3 separate regions of the Zea mays genome follow, and all the other regions are linked to region 1. A link is a contact called in public Hi-C data. All regions are on one chromosome and are shown on one strand. Each heading gives the region's core, a stretch centred on a gene start, on an enhancer-like site or on the middle of the called end of the contact. The rest is flanking DNA. Distances are from core to core; before and after follow the strand shown. Region 1 holds the start of LOC100282812. Region 2 holds the start of LOC100216731 (Protein AUXIN SIGNALING F-BOX 3). Region 3 holds the start of LOC541822 (HCF106C precursor protein).

What was found. A called contact is a pair of places that touch in the nucleus more often than the background predicts.
Region 2: a Hi-C map of leaf shows a contact between it and region 1, with 6 times the contacts expected there. The contact joins the promoter of LOC100216731 here to the promoter of LOC100282812 in region 1. A contact is called at or near these places in 5 of 25 Hi-C or Micro-C datasets (ear, endosperm, leaf and 1 more).
Region 3: a Hi-C map of leaf shows a contact between it and region 1, with 4 times the contacts expected there. The contact joins the promoter of LOC541822 here to the promoter of LOC100282812 in region 1. A contact is called at or near these places in 2 of 25 Hi-C or Micro-C datasets (both in leaf).

The regions. Positions count from the first base shown.
Region 1 is chr10:113,539,479-113,542,178 of Zm-B73-REFERENCE-NAM-5.0, reverse strand. It overlaps LOC100282812, which reads right to left and starts at 1,281. Exons shown (of 5, transcript NM_001155718.3): 1 at 823-1,281; 2 at 1-7. It also overlaps the pseudogene LOC118473581.
Region 2 is chr10:113,394,616-113,397,315 of Zm-B73-REFERENCE-NAM-5.0, reverse strand. LOC100216731 (Protein AUXIN SIGNALING F-BOX 3) reads left to right here and starts at 1,309. Exons shown (of 4, transcript NM_001143136.1): 1 at 1,309-2,123. The coding sequence starts at 1,672.
Region 3 is chr10:113,347,766-113,350,465 of Zm-B73-REFERENCE-NAM-5.0, reverse strand. LOC541822 (HCF106C precursor protein) reads right to left here and starts at 1,390. Exons shown (of 6, transcript NM_001371615.1): 1 at 1,145-1,390; 2 at 870-988. The coding sequence starts at 1,307.

The DNA of each region.
Region 1 (2,700 bases), core at 32-2,531:
AGGATGTCTAAATTTGTAAATGAGGAAATAACATTAGGGACTTCCTAATTCTAAATTTTCTACTCCTAGTAATAAAAAAGAAACTTTAACAGAACTTTTGTTGCATAAACAAAGCAAAAAATAAAAAGGCAAGTTTCAAAAAAAATCAACAATCAGATCTCTGTTAACATAATCAAAGATTAGATGAATCGAACTATTACAAATTTATATCTAAAGAAATCCCTGGGATTGACTTGTGTGGACAGCATTACATATGATGCTACCGTGATGAACATGATCCAGATAAAAGTAACCAACTAATGTTACCTAGCAGAACATCAAGGTCAAACATTTGATGCCATCATCTAAGTGAGGCTCAATTACCAAATTAGAAACGATATATGCTTCAGTGAACCGACAAACAGTATTTATTGTTTCAGCTGCTAGAAATGCCATAAAAATGCCTATGTATTGTGCAAATAAGATTTCAGGCGGAATAAACATCATCTTTTGCCATCTCAACAATCTGAGTTAATGAATGAGGAGGCAAAATGCTCTAGAATAGTAAATTTTTAGCACCAAATGTGAGTCAAGCCCCCAACCGTGCCCCAGCGGCGGGATCGAGAGCCAAGCTCGGCGACCGAGAGGCGGTGCAGGACCGGTCGAACAGGTTGCGCAGTCGGCCCCGTCTGGATCTGCTTGAGCTGGCTTTTCTAGAGCTGGCCAGGGAAGCCACTTCCTAAAGAAGTACTATACAAAAAAGCTATGCGTTTGGTGTCCATCTTATTGTTTGGGATTCTTCTTCTTACATAGACCTACATCTAAGTGAGTCGGAGCGCACACCTTCACGAGAAGGGCGTAACTTCGGCGCTCCTCGGCAGGCACAAGCGGAGGTCAGCGCGGAGATGGGTCAATTTGCAGCTCTGGACGTCGATTTGGCCGGAGACGGGTCGAATTGCTATGCAGCGCGTCGATCTGCTCGGAGACGGCTCGATTTACGGCGTACGGCGCCGATTCGCCGAAACCAAGGGTGGCGGAGCACGTTTGATCTGCGTGGGTGCCTGCCGTCTTCTTCCTCTCCACCAATCTACTGCAGATACTTGGGCCTGCCTGCTGCCCACGGTTGGAACGAGGACGGAGGCGGCGGAGGAAGGTACGGGCGGGACGGGGGACGGGGGCTAGCGGGTGTGCGTGTGACTTGTGTGAGGGAAAAGGCCAGCAGTAGCTGGCGGCTCGCCCCTTGCACGAAAATGCTGGGGCCGAGGAGTTTTTTTTTCTACTAATCGGTAAGAAGTGGTGTTTGTGAAGGTGGCCCGACCACCTGACTGCGCTTCTAGGCTGCAATTTTAGTGATTGTGTTGTTTGGTCCATTTGAGAGCTCGGTTGTGCGCGTGCACATTAACCCCTCCCCCTTCCCCCACCTAGCTCTAGGAAACACCCCTAGGGTTCGTCTTTTGTGAGCTCGGTTGCTCGCGGCGCAAGGCGAGTGATTCGGGGGCGCTCTCGCGTGTCGATGGGTGGCTCGCGCGGGAAGGCGAAACCTCCACGTGTGCGCTCCACACCAGCGAATCCTCCTGCGTGAGAGACCGATGGTGCTGAGCAGTTGTTCGTGGCGACGGTGAGCTCCTCTGGCAGGGTTCGTCTCTGTTCCCTGTCTTTGAGGTTGCTCGACGCACGCTGCTCCGGCTGCTGTGGGGACTCTGAGGTGTTGGACTTCTTCCTCTTTGTGCCCGTCGGCTACTTCTACTTCCAGTCTGCTTCCTCTACTTTGAGATCTACTTGGTGTTTGTTGCTACGACCCCGGGCCCAAGGTGAAATCGGCATGTAATCTTCTATTTCTTCTAGTTGTTGAATCCGTTAGGGTTTGGTACAATATAGGTTGCTCATGATTTGTTATAGTCTGTTTTGGTTGATTTAAGGATGTGTTATCTACTTTGTTATGCTTGGTATACTTGCTGCAATTTTTTATTTTCATGTGGTTTGCTTTGGATTTATACTAAAATGGTCAATGATGTTGTCCTTTACGTGCACCTGGAGGTATATCTAGATGATGCAATCGTGCTCTTTTTCCTTACTGATTCATTGTGCAAGCATGTTGAGACCAAGCAGGGTATGATGAGCTTAATTCATCTATCATTTTTATATGCATGTAGATGGATCCCTCTTTGAGTTGTGAGTTGTTGTGTAAGCAAGCAGTTGCCTTGACAGTGCCATGGCTGCAAAGAGGGATGCCATCTGTAATGCTATCTGGGGAGGGAGGGGAACCTCTAGGATATGATGGGCCACATTATTGAATCCAGCTTGTTTACCCTTCTATGGAACTCATGTTTGTTTGATGGTCATGTAATAATATGATTGACATGACTGTGACCAAGTTTTCCCATTTGTGTTTTCTTGTTGTGGCCATGATTACAATGTTGATATTATTATCCTAATTTGTACATGCAAACCAGTGGTAAGATATCTTTAGTCTGAGATGGTGATCAGGGTGGGTTTGTGGCAGCTACTGATGTGATGACTGAGATGATAAGGGTTGGTGTTGGTGTAGTAGCTAGTGCTCTGCTGCATCTAGTGTCGGTGCTGCTCCAGCAGTAGCTGAACTTGTTGCTGCTGTTCCTGGGGATCCTAGGGCAATGAGGTGGAAAAACACCTCTGACTTTATTCTTAGGAGGATGGCTCAACTTCTTAGTGATGGTAGCAGGCCTGACAAGGTCTTCAAGG
Region 2 (2,700 bases), core at 60-2,559, 140 kb after region 1:
ACGAGAGTTGGAGTTTCGGCTTAAGATGATCACAAAGGTCATACAAGGAATCAAGCCAGCAATTGAAAGACTTGTTTACCCTTAATACTTGTATTAAGACAATGTATATATTTTAGTGTCATAATTTTACTTTTGCTTGGGCTATGTCCCATGCCTATAAATAGATGAACAGTGCCCCATACTATTCACGCTTTCATTGAAAGTCATTATTGTATTCTCTCCTTCGAGCAAACCGAAGGTACTGATGTAATCTAATGCTTGTAATGTTTCATTTAACGTGTAAAATGAAATGAATACTTAATATAATATTACATTGTTATATTATCTTCATGAGAGATGAAGACCCGTTCTTCATCGCATTCGTCCAAGAACCATTATCTTTGAGAAAAGATAATGCTTTGAAAGACGAAGGTCCTTAACATTTAATATTTGTGTTGTCTTGCTTTTGATTCACAAAATTGAGAACAAGTAACCAACAATGTTGACAAATAAAAATAGAAATAAAATATGTAATATTTTATTAGGATGTTGGGTTGTAGAGGATGAAATAAGGGAAATTTATGAGAGGGAGTAACGTGGTGCGAAAGTGAGATATAAGAGGTGTAATTTAGAAGGGAATGTTCATCAATCATCACCATCTTTTGCTTTACCTGCCTACTTTCTTTTTTGAAAGAGAGAGAAACATCTTGTGTTTGTGTACTTATCTTCGTGGTACAAACGGACATGCAATATATAATGCTTTATACTATTACTGTTTTTTATTTATTACGTTTTAATTTAAAAATAAACTAGATGATAAATATTTAGAAATAGAGCTAATGTTTATATAATAAAGTTTGAAATATGGAGTGAGAGAGATAGGCTGGTGGAGTAGTCGTCGCCACATCCCGCTTCCCCCGTACGCCGTACCCCCGCAGCTCGCTCTCGCCTTCTCCTCCGGTTCCTGCTGCAACCTGCACTCCGTAGTCCGCCCTTTCTGCCCGCCGCCGGCCACTTCAAGACTACTCCCCGCCGCGTTACCTCCTCCTCGTCCTCCTGGGGTTACCCAGCTCTGTTCCCCTTTCAGGGAACGCCTTGAGAGGCGGGGCGGGTCCTTGGTCCGGAGGCGCGGCGACGGCGAGTGATTTTTGTTCGCCAGAGGGAGAGTTTTTTTTTTCACCGGGTTTGGTGGGAAGTAAGGAGGCGGCCGCGAGTGGCGAGACGTTCACGGGTTAGATCTGGCGGTACGGCGTCGCGGATCTGAGCGAGGTAGGCTGTCGTTTCCCCCCCTCCGGCGCCTGTTGCATTTCCCCCCTCCGGCGCGTGTCTCGATATCCTTGCAGTTCCCTGTAGTTGGCAAGAGCTGAAGGCTACCTAATCTCCATCTGCAGGTTTCGGTGGAGCGATCAGGAGGTGGTCACTATCTTCGCCTCATTTCGAGTAGTTTGGGCGCCTGTAGTTTGCCTGTTTCCTTTTCGGTGTCTGATCAAGAAGATGATGTGCTCAGAGGGCTTCTAGTTGTTGCTGATATCTTGTCTTGTGTTGTATCACCCGGAAGCTGGAAAGGAGCGCATCACTCCTGCTCTCCCCTTTTACTCCTTGGTTACTTGGTATTTCTTGGATATCCAGGCTGGAAGGGGTTAGATCCAGTTCCTGCGGCCCTAGTAATAAGGTGCACTTGGGGAAGGTGCCATGACCTACTTCCCCGGTGAGGTGGTGGAGCACATTTTCAGCTTCTTGCCGTCGCACAGCGACCGGAACACGGTCTCCCTTGTGTGCAAGTTGTGGTACGATGTCGAGAGGCTGAGCCGACGAGGTGTGTTCGTGGGGAACTGCTACGCTGTGCTCCCTGAGCGTGTGGTGCTGCGATTCCCCAATGTAAAGGCGCTGACGGTGAAGGGGAAGCCTCACTTTGCGGACTTCAACCTTGTGCCGCCTGATTGGGGTGGCTACGCGGGGCCATGGATTGAAGCAACAGCCAGGAGCTGCCTGAGTCTTGAGGAGCTGCGCATGAAGCGGATGGTTATCTCTGATGAGAACCTTGAACTGCTAGCTCGGACATTCCCAAAATTCAAAGTCCTCGTCCTTATCAGCTGCGAGGGGTTTAGCACGGATGGTCTAGCTGCCATTGCCAATCACTGCAAGTGAGTTTTACATCCCAGTTAGCCAAATGCTAGTACCTCATTTGAGTTTTCTATATTCCACTTTTGTTAAGTGCATCATTTTTTTCCTTTCCTGATCTGGCATTGTAATCTTTAGTGACCTGTTGATGTCACTAATTAGTCTTTAAGCAGCTATTCAAGTCATTGCAAATGACTGGCTTGAAAATTTCAGCTGAGAGCATCAAACTTTACACTTTTTTCTAAAAAATAATCAAATTTTATTTCCTTGGCTGTGTTGTATGCAATTACCTTTTGATATAAGCAGCTATTGCAAATGACAATTGCCTTGAAGATTTTGGTTCCTTAATAGCGTCACATTTTACTTCCTTACCAGTGTTTTATGCAATTGCCTTTTGATATTGGGATCCAGAACAGCATACTTTTGTTCTTTCTTTTATTTCTTCTGATGCTTATCACTTAGGTGCCATTGCTTGTTAGTTTTTTAGCTTATCTTCCATATTTTATCCTTCATTTTATAGCTGTTCAAGTCTTGCATTGTTCTGCTCATGTTCCCTTAATGAGCTGGACCTGTGATGAACCTTTCAATTCAAGTGCCGTT
Region 3 (2,700 bases), core at 141-2,640, 190 kb after region 1:
AGCAAAGGAGGAATAGACGTCAGCATAACACTACGGCAGCTGATGGCCTGAACTGAGAATTAGACTAAGGAAAAATTATGCTGCTGAGATGAATGGCCAAAGGGCACAACAATGAAGCTTTTTTTTTGTGGGGGGGGGGGGGGGGGGGTTATACCTGTTGAGCACCATTTTGAGCGGGCGGACGGTCCGGCCCTGAGGCTGGACGGTCCGCGATCCGAACAGTCCGCGCCTGTGGGCCGGACGGTCCGCACATGCGCAGAGCAGTTTAGGGTTCCGAGTTTTGTGCTATTTTGTTGGCTAGATTTGCGGAATTAACCCGGAATCCAGTCGTGTAAAGGGTCCAGCCCCCCTCCTCTATATAAAGAGAGGTCTACGGCCGATTTGTAATTATTAATCGAATCAATACAACTTCTATTCGCATTTATTTCCAGTATAATTAGGAGTAGTTCTAGTCTAGTTCTAGTTTAGCCTCTCAATCCCCAAATTCTTCGCCTCTCTTCGACTCTACGCCGATTAGAGGAGTCTAGGTCGGCCGGCCCGAGCCTAGACAACTCATAGGATCTCTCCTCCCCGACGGGGTCCCTCCCGGGAGCGAGATCCAGGCGCCGCCGGTGATCTTCCGCCGCCCCTACGCACGCGCGGACCGTCCGGCCGTCAGGCAGGAAACCCTAGCCCCTGCGCCAGGTCGCGGACCGTCCGGCCCCCAGGCCGCGGACCGTCTGCGCCTGACCAGAGAGCACCGCCGCCGATTCTTCTTAAGTATTTGGCGCTCCAAAAAAGCGTCAACAATACCCATAGGTCAATCTTGTTTCTCAACTGCTAGCACCACTCAAGAAAGCTGACAGGGCTTGTAGACTGAGCTAATTTACCTCTGCTAGACCCTTGGGGCCGAACACCAACAAGGCGACTACTCCAATGACCAGTGCTTCGGGAGCTCCAACTCCGAACAGGGAAGCACATATAACGTTTCTGCGGCGTGTTCTGCTCCCTACAGTTACACGCCAAAGGAGGACAAACTCAGCGTGCCAGCACGAATCATAGAAAAGATTTGAATTTGATCCCGCACATCAAAGGGCCCCCCCAAGAACAGGACGCTGGGAGCAATCTATTTATTACACGGGTAGTAGGGTTCGCCCATATATACCAACGAAAGAAGAGACCATCCGCGTCTGTACGGAGCCGCACTCCAAGCCCTTCCAGCAGGGGCGAGGCCGGTGGCCGCCGCGCGGGGGGAGCTGGAGGCGGCGCACATCGGAGATAGAGACGAATGGGGGAGCCGGGAGGAGGAGGCTCGCCGTCGGCGTCATTCGATTGGGGTTCACCGTTCACAGATTGGAGGCTTGGAGATAGGAGGATTTGCTTGCGGAGTTGCGCTACTCCGGTAGAGCATGCGCAGGGTGCTGCTGTTAGCACAGCTGATTGGTACAACCTCAGCCGTCTGATCCGGATCCGACCGTCGTAATGACGTACAGCCACTGACTGACTGCAGCTGCAGGTGGTACTGTTTTCAGCAACGCGGCTGACATTTGGCTTGTTGCTCCTCGAATGCTTTGTCATTTTTTTAAAACATTTTTTATGTTTGCTCATGAATATGTGTCTCTTTGGTTTCCTCAGGGAGGACAGTTCAAAAATCACCATCCCGCTCCGTTCAGTGGACTGCTGGCAAATTTATTCCATGCATCTTGCGTGTGTGTCCAACTGTCCATGTAATGATGTAAACAAGAAATACAAAAATCGCCTGATCGGTAGAGATTGTTTTATAGCTGCAGCAGCCCAACATCAAAACTACAGTCAAAGAGCCCTTTATTATTATTATTACAAGTAATTTGATTGAAAACGGGTGATCGCAAGCAAAAATGGTTGATCTGAAAACTAGCAGAAACTTTTATCCACGGTACACTAATAAGTATACTAATAGGTAAAAATTACTACTGTTATGCAATATCCTTATTTATAATTACTATAGAAACTGTTGTATTATTAATTAGTTTAGTTTTGCTGGTATGTTATAGTTGTTGATCTCTATTCACATATAATTGATGATATATAATTTTAGTACTAGAAGATATTTATGGTTTTTTGTTTGTAGTGGGCATGTATCGAGTGTATTCGGGTATGAATTACCTATCGTTCAATTTTACTCTCGTGGGGGTATGGGTGTGGATAATTTTTTTTAACTGGGTATGAGTATTTGAAAGCACCTAGAGGGGGGTGAATAGGTGATCTGTAAAACTTAAAACTTAACACCACAGACTTGATTAAGAGTTAGATCAATGAAATCAAGTGAGTAGAGAGGAGAGCTCTTGTGAAGCACAATAGACACAATAAGGACAAGCACAAGAGACACGAGGATTTATCCCGTGGTTCGGCCAAGTACAAAACTTGCCTACTCCACATTGTGGCGTCCCAACGGACGAGAGTTGCACTCAACTCCTCTCAAGTGATCCAATGATCAACTTGAATGCCACGGTGTTCTTCTTTACTTTACTCTTTCCCGTTTGCGAGGAATCTCCACAACTTGGAGTCTCTCGCCCTTACAATAAGAATCACATAGAAGCACTAGAATAAGGGAGGGAAGCAACACACTCAAATCCACAACAAATACGCACACACAAGACCAAGACTTGAGCTCAAAAGAGTATCACAAGGTTCTCACTAGAACGGAGCTCAAATCACTAAGAATGTCGAACAAGTGTGCAA